2 separate regions of the Sus scrofa genome follow, and region 2 is linked to region 1. The links are chromatin contacts, called in public Hi-C maps. All regions are on one chromosome and are shown on one strand. Each heading gives the region's core, a stretch centred on a gene start, on an enhancer-like site or on the middle of the called end of the contact. The rest is flanking DNA. Distances are from core to core; before and after follow the strand shown. Region 1 holds the start of ALAD (delta-aminolevulinic acid dehydratase). Region 2 holds the start of AMBP (alpha-1-microglobulin/bikunin precursor).

The links. Hi-C and Micro-C count contacts between places; a contact is called where the count stands out from the background.
Region 2: a Hi-C map of liver shows a contact between it and region 1, with 5 times the contacts expected there. The contact joins the promoter of AMBP here to the promoter of ALAD in region 1. A contact is called at or near these places in 1 of 5 promoter capture datasets (liver) and 3 of 47 Hi-C or Micro-C datasets (all in liver).

Annotation. Positions count from the first base shown.
Region 1 is chr1:254,024,965-254,028,992 of Sscrofa11.1, forward strand. It overlaps ALAD (delta-aminolevulinic acid dehydratase), which reads right to left and starts at 2,620. Exons shown (of 13, transcript XM_021067765.1): 1 at 2,486-2,620.
Region 2 is chr1:254,696,243-254,700,311 of Sscrofa11.1, forward strand. AMBP (alpha-1-microglobulin/bikunin precursor) reads right to left here and starts at 2,164. Exons shown (of 13, transcript NM_001164006.1): 1 at 1,903-2,164; 2 at 568-710. The coding sequence starts at 2,019.

The DNA of each region.
Region 1 (4,028 bases), core at 1,370-3,869:
GCCACAGCTGAAGCCCTGCGATGCCCCACTGAAGACAAGGGCAAGTCACCTTGGGATTCAGAATGGGTTGGCTTAACTGAAAGGCTGTATCAGGCAGGGCAGAAAGAACCATGTTTCAGAGGCCAACAGACCCTGTGCTCTGTGGGCGACTTTGGGCAATGCTGCGGAATCTGCATTTCGCAATTTCTGAAATGGGAATGATACCATCAGAGGTGCAGAGCTGCAGAGAAGATCAGAGATAGGGAACGAGGTATGTGCCTGGCACAAGTAGCTGCACGGTAAACATGCAGCTATTTTTACTATTATGAGGAGTAGAAGTGAGCAGGGTGTAACCTCCTAGAGTGCCGTCACAGCGGTGCCTTCGGTACCATACCGGGAAGGGACTTTCACTCAAATCTGTATGGGCCACGGGGTCTTCTAAGACCTCTGAGGTCATATCTCTGCCTTCCAGCAGCTTATGTGGTGGAGGAAAAATAATCACCACCCAGACGCTACTGTAGAGGGGTGGACTGTGTCTCTGAGAGACAAGGATGGATGGCTTCATGGAAGAGGGGACACTGAGGGATGAGTAAATTCTCAGATTGTTTAGGAAGTTACCTCTTTCCTTAGAAGGTAACTTCCTCAAGTGGGGAGTAACGGAAGCTGGGCCCTGAGAACTACCACCAGGAGGGGCTGAGAAGAGCTGCAGGGTCCGATTCCCTGTTGTTGTGCTCTGCTGAGGATTCCAGAGGCTGTGGTCCTGGCACAGAGGGTTGGGAGCTACTGCCAGCTATGGCAGGCTCTGCCACTAGCAGGGGAGGAGGCAGTCAGGAGGGCCAGGAGGGAGAAGGTGGCCAGAACTGAGAAATCCAAAGTCCCAGAAAGGCCCAGGACAGCAGGTGTCAGGCAGTTCTGAAACGGGACTGACCAGCTGCCTATTGATTCAGCCTGCATTTTCTGAATGTCTACTCTGGGCCTAACCGGTGCTAGAAACAGAAATAAAAGAGAAGAATGAGACCCAGGCCTTGCCTTGCCTTTGAAGAGCCCAGTCTCGTCTGGGCTTAGCCATTAGGAGAATTTGGAGAATTTGCCAATTCCAAAAATCCCAGAACATGCTGGTTAGGAGGGTTCATAAAGCTTGCTGATTGCATCATTGAAATGAACACTATTGGCATGATGGGGAACTGGGCTCAGAGAGGGGCAGGCATTTGGGCCAAGATTGTGCAGGGGCCAATGGCAGATCTGGGGCTAGAATCCAGGTCTCTGGCAGTGAGGTCATCAGTGTCCACCATTACCCCTTGATTTTTTTTTTTTTTTTGGTCTTTTTGCCATTTCTTGGGCCGCTCCCGTGGCATATGGAGGTTCCCAGGTTAGGGGTCTAATCGGAGCTGTAGTCTCCGGCCTACGCCAGAGTCACATCAACGGGGGAGCCGAGCCGCGTCTGCAACCTACACCCCAGCTCATGGCAACGCCGGATCGTTAACCCACTAAGCAAGGGCAGGGACCGAACCCACAACCTCATGGTTCCTAGTCGGATTCGTTAACCACTGCGCCACGACGGGAACTCCCCTTTGATATTTTAAGTATAGATTTCTTTCTTTCTTTTTAGGGCTGCAGCTGAAGCGTATGGAAGTTCCCAGGCTAGGGGTGGAATCAGAGTTGCAGCTGCCAGCCTATGCCACAGCCACAACAATGCTAGATCCAAGCCAGATCCAAGGGGAATCTGTGACCTATATCGCAGCTTGCAGGAAGGCTGGATCCTTAACTCACTGGGCAAAGGCAGGGATCAAACCCACATCCTCAGGGATACCAGCTGGATTCTTAAAACACGGAATCAAAAGGAACTCCTAAGTATAGATTTCAAAGCTGCTCATCAGCAGAGGTGGACTCCTGGAGAGCTCTTGGTGAAAGAGGTTGGGAGGGAAGAGGTAGAAAGGCAACTCTGGACCTGGTTGCAGCTAGCAGCAAGATGGTTAGGCTTGTGGATTTTGGAGTCTCTACACGTGGGTTCAAATCCTGGTTCTGTCACTTTTCAGCTGTGTGACTTCAGTCCCCTCATCTGGCCAATAAGGGCTTGAACTGAGCTTGATGGGCTGTTGTAAGACTGAATGGGCCAATGCATGCACCGTACATACAAGGCTAGCACAGAGTGGCTGTTATTGCTTGCACCTCCCTCCCCCATACTGCTAGGCACCGCGGGCTCTGCACTGATGGAGACTACCCCAGCGATCTCCGAGGGAATGGAGCCCAGAGAGGAGACTCGGAGTCTCCAAGAACTACAGCCCCGAGTCTCCAAGGACTACAGCCACGCGGAGACCCCAACCCCGCTGCAGCGGGACATCTAACTCTAAGAACCCAAACAGGGGTCCCACAATGACTCCGTCTCCAGCGACATCGCCGGCGCTCCTTGGAGTACAGCACGATCTGGGTCTGGGGATACAAGACTCTTGGTGCCAGAGCCCCCGCGTCCAAGTCTGCCAACTCCCGGAGTCTGGCCCCCACTCACCGGCTTTCGTAAGGAATCCACGCCGCTACTCCCGCCACCACAGTCGCGAGCTCTGGTCTCTTGGGCCCACGCGGGGGCGGGGCAGCTCACCCGGAAGCAGCGCCCCCCTCTCACAGCCCGCCCCCGACAGGTTGCAGGCCACGCCCCCTGCGGGTGCTTTGCCTGAGGGCTGGTCAGCTCCAGCTACAGCCCCGCCCACGCACGGCGGCAGACCTGGCCAATCGGGTGCGCTGAAGGGCTGGAGGGCCCGCCCCTCCCCTCAGCGAGGTCCGCGCCTGTGCAGGGAAGACCGCCAGGGCGCCCACTTGGACAGTGCTGCAGCACTGCGAGAGGGGCGTTGCGTGTGAGCAGGCGTGGGAGGCAGCTACAGCTTTGCGGTTCTCTTTACAGCTTTTCTCTTCCCAGCCCAGCACGTTTGGCGCTGATTGTTGAAAGAATAATTAGATCTCAAGGATTTTAAACAACACCGTAATACCTAACACAATAGCTAAGTCCTTTTTTGCGGACTGAGCATTTTAAATTAGTTAAGCACCAGGCTGGCTTCCAAGTTTTCAGACAAAATTTATTCCAGCGTAATTTCTCAGGACCTACTCTTGTGCCATAGTTTCAGAGCTGTGATGTGAAAGACATGGGTACTTTGGAAAGGCTCCAAGTCTGATAGGAGCATCAGACCTGTCTGTCCGTGACGGGTACAAAGAAAGATTTGCCCGCAAGTCCGGGGGCGGGGCGGGGGTGGAGGTAAAATGCTGCAGGGTATGTGCAAGGGTGGGAAGGATCTGGTGACGCTTATGGGGCTTAGGTGAACTGGTGGGATCAGATGAGTGAAATAGGGGTCGGGGTCAATATACCCTAGCAAAGGAATTCCTTTATAAAGGTGAGACAGGGATTATTGAAAAGTTGACTTTGAACTGTGAAGGATGCCAGTGGGTTGTACTATATTTATTCTCAGATCTTATTTCTCAAAATCTGTATCCCAAACCTGTTTTATGCATCTTTCTATTACAAGTCCAAGAGGCTTAATGCTGGGGAAATACGACACTGCTTAGTTCCTTGCTACAAGTTCTGATCTGCGTTCAAATAAGGAAGGTGGTGGAAAGAAGGCTGTGCATTAAAGAGTCAGGGACAGTCCCATACATTTTACATTCACTTACCTAATTTGATAATTCTGTTACAATCCTCATTTTATAGACTGGGAAAACAATTGCCAGGAGATTAATTTGCCCCATGTCACACTGGGCTTTCTCTTCAACTCCTGCTATCCATACTCCTTCAACTCATAGAGGTAATTACTATTTATTACCCCCCCACCTCAAGTTTAGATCCGCTGCCTGTTTCTTTCATGACACCTGTTCCATCTCTGACTTTATTGATAACTAGAAATAATTAGGACCAGAGTTCCCTGGTGGCCTAACAGTTAAGGATTTGACACTACCACTGCTGTGCTTCAGGGGTTCGATCCCTAGCCAGGGAACTTAAGCATGCCACGATCACGGTGGAAAAAAAAAAATTAGGACCATCTATTACCTCTAAGATCTCAAACAGG
Region 2 (4,069 bases), core at 914-3,413, 670 kb after region 1:
CAATAGGGAGCTAAGGAGTTTAAGCAGATTTGAGTTTTGTGAAAGGTCTTTCTGGTTGTTGGGTGAGGAATGGGTTAGATGGAAAGCTGGAGATAAGCGGGGAGAAACACAGAGAGACTATTGCAGACAACCAGGCAAAGAAGGGAAATGGCTTGGTCCGGGGTCGGGGCAGTGAAGAGGGGAGAAGGTTGGAGGGATTCAGAAAGAGCTCGGGCAGGGCTTGATGATGGATCGAATGGTCTTGGCAGCGCAAAGAGCAGTCCACGAATCCCCCTCCCACCAGGTTCCCAGGTTGCAGGGCGGAAGTGCCCTTACTGAGGTAAGGGACGCCCAAGGAGCAAGAGCAGGTTGGAAGAACAAGCATAGCGCTGGGGGCGTTGTCCTTGAGGTGCAGGCGGGACAGTTACAAGGGACGCCCGGGTGGGGGCAGCAGAGAGGTCTGGAGCTCAGAGGCCGGTCCTGGCCGGAAGTAGGGATCTGAAACCTTCCTGGACAGGGTGGGGGTGGGGCTGGGGGGGGGCCCCGGTCCCTCTCGCCCCTCCCACTGCACCCCCCCCCCCCGCTCACCTCCGGTGAGTCTTGGTCACGCTGATCTCCCTCTCCGTCGCCCCCTCTCCCAGCATCAGCGTGCCCATCGTCATCTTGTCCTTGAACCTCTTCAGCCAGGGGCAGGTGGAGCCCACGGCCACGTGGAACCATTTCCCGTAGATCTAAGAGGCAGCCACAGGCTCTGAGCATCTGGACCTTGGCGAAGACCTGGAGACGTCTGTCCCTTTCCCTTCCCTCAGTGACCCATCCTCCTAAGCGATCATGTCTTATAGCTAATTGAAGGCCACGGAGCCCTCCTGGTGGAACGCTAGGCATTGGCAGCCTGCACGGGAAGATGTGGGTGCGCCCTGCCCGCTGCCAGAGGGCCGGATTCCCTGAGTCACTGCATCTGGATCTGGGTCCAAATCCCCACGTCCTAAGGTCATCATCAACCCCTGCTCCCCAAGAGCGGGCATCCTGTCTTGTACCCCTCCTGGGACAGGGTGCTCACCACCTTGCAAGCAGCCTATACCTCGTGTTAGAAAGTATCTCCTTTCCTTAGGCGGAGTGTGACCCAGGGCAAGCCTGCCCCCTCTTTCTCCTGACAGGGCCCTCAGGTCCCTGCAGACCCTTCGCCATCCCAGACCACCACAGGCCTGCTCCTCAAGCTCCTCCCCACCCCACCCTTCCTCTTCCCACAGGAGCCACAGCTACAAGGATCTGACTGAACACAGGTGGTGGCAGGGGCAGGGCCAGGCCCTGTTCAAGGTCACTCAGTGATTTGGGCCAAGCTGAGGCTGGAGGACAGTCCTAGGACCCCCAACCCCCAGCAGCCTCTTGATCTCACCAGCCTGACCTCTGTCCTGCTTCTCTTCTCCCCATGACCCCACATGCCGCCCTGTGCCACCCCAGGCCTGGGAGGGCAGGGGACCCAGGAGGGAGTAACAGAGTGAGCAGTTAAAGGATGAAGGGCTGCAGGGTGGGTGCAGGGGGGTGGGGGTGGGAATGGGGAAGAGTCACAAAAAGCTAGGCGCTCTGCATGGGCTGTAGGGGCGCAGTCAGCACCAAGCCTTCTCGGCCCGGGGTGGGTTCGAATCCAAGCACAGATTCCCCTTGGAGCCCAAGAGGATAGGTTCACCCATGGGGCCCTTGGACTCAGAATGTCAGCCTAAAGACCCACGGAACCATGGATGCAGAGCTGTAGCTTCAAAGAATCCCTGATCTCTCAACAGCAGGAAGGGCCCTTCCAGACCCACTCCCCGGCTCCGGATGGTGAGCCTGAGACCCCAGGGCAGGTAGGACCCGTCCTTCTCCCCCCAGCAAGGCCCCGCTGCTCGGACACCCTGCCATGGCCGCCAGAGAAGCCAGTCTTACCCTAGACAGGTCGAAGTTCTCCTGCACCTGGATGTCATTGGGCAATGTCAGCACAGGGCTGGCGCTCACGGCCAGGCAGGCGGTCAGCAGCAGGAGCAGGGTCCCGAGACTCCGCATGGCTCCAGGCTCCTCTGCTTCGAGTGTCACTCACGGGCTCAGTCGGGGACAGGACAGCCACCACCTCCCTGCCTGAGGTAGCTGTGAACTGGAGCTGGGGAAGGGGCCTGTGGCTGTAGATGACTCTGCTGTTTGCCCTGCTCAGTAGGGACCAATCAGGGCCCAAAGGCCAGAGCTGATCGATCCCTTGTGGTGCCCTGGCCGGGTCAGCGGTCTCGAGGGGCCAGGGTGGCTGTTCCAGCGGAGCCACTGGCCAAGGGCAACCGGGTCCAGGGGCAGTCCCAGGCTGGATTCAGCCTCTGCAAAAGCTTCTCCAGAAACTCCTCACCTGCCCCAGGAGGGATGGGAGAGACAGGCAGCCCCTGGCCCTCCCTGCTTGGGTGATTCCACCTGTGAGTCAGGAGGACAAGCCTGATTGGCCCATTTCTCACATGAGAAAACTGGGGTCCGGGGAGAGGAAGTGACTTACCAGAGACTATAGGGTGGTCTATGGCAGAGCCAAGACTAGAACTCAGGCATCCTATCCCCAGAGTTCCTTCTCTGACCCCTGGCTTCCCACAGCCCTAGCAAATAGTAGTAGAAATAGGAGTTCCCATTATAGTTCAGCAGGTTAAGAACCTGACTAGTATCCACGAGGATGTGGGTTCGATCCCTGTCCTCACTCAATGGGTTAAGGATCTGGCATTGTCGTGAGCCTCAGTGTAGGTCACAGATGCGGCTTGGATGCCGTGTTGCTATGGTGGTGGTGTAGGCTGGCAGCTGCACATCTGATTCTACCTTTAGCCTAGGAAATTCCATATGCAGCAGGTGTGGCCCTAAAAAAAAAAAAGTAGAAATAATGAAGAAGACATTAACAACCTCTGTTCACTGAGCACCTGCTGTGTACCAGCCAGGTACCAGCTCCTTACACCAGTCATGGAACTGAATTCATCCCCACAACAACCCCATCAAGTGGGTGCTATTTTTCCCCTTTATAAGACAGGGCGTTTGAATCTCCAAAAGGTGAAGTGACTTGCCCAGGGTCTCCCAGCTAGGAAGCAGCATGGACTGAGGAGGCAGACTGCTTTCTGTGCCGCTTACTGACTGTGTGGCCTTGGGTGAGTGACTTTACCCCTCAGTGCTTCTGTGTCCTCATCTGTCAATGGGGATAACAGTAACTCCTGGTTCAGAGCCTTGTCTCGAGGCTGGAAGGAGTTAATGTTGTAAAGTGCCCAGATGGTAGCTGGCCACGGTAAGAACTGAACGCTAAAAAAAAAAAAAAAAAAAAAAAAGGAGTTCCCGTCCTGGCTCAGCAGTTAGTGAACCAGACTAGGAACCATGAGGTTGTGGGTTCAATCCCTGGCCTCACTCAGTGGGTTAAGGATCCGGCATTGCCATGAACCGTGGTGTAGGTTGCAGACGCGGCTTGGATCCTGCATTGCTGTGGTGGTGGCATAGGCCAGCAGCTGAAGCTCCAATTAGACCCCTAGCCTGGGAACCTCCATATGCCGTGGGTGCAGCCCTAGAAAAGAAAAAGAAAAAAGAAAAAAAAAAAGAACTGAACGTGTTCATAGCAGGTGGGATAGCATCTCCCCCAAATTCAGGTGCACCCAGGACCTCAGATAGGACTTTATTTGCATATGTAATTAGTCCAGGTGAGATCATACTTAGGGTGGGCCCTAAATCCAAGGACAGATGTTCTCATAAGAGAAGGGGATGGGAGATTTAGACACAGACACACAGAGACCCACAGGAAGACGGCTACATGAAGGCGGAGGCAGAGGTTGGAATGAAGCAGGTGCATGGCAGGGAATGCCAAGGGCTGCCAGGAGAAACCAGGCACAGCAGGGAAGGGGTGTTCCCTAGAACCTTCAGGAAGAACGTGCCCCTCCTAATAACTTGGTGTTGAACTTGTAACCTCCAGAACTGTGAGCTGATACATTTCTGTTGTTTCATGCCACCCAGTGGGTCAGGCTTTACTAATGGCAGTCTTAGGAAATGAGATAGCTTCCTTACCTTAGAATATTTAAATGGGAATTTTTAAAAATCCAGGTCTATTTGTCTCCTGGAT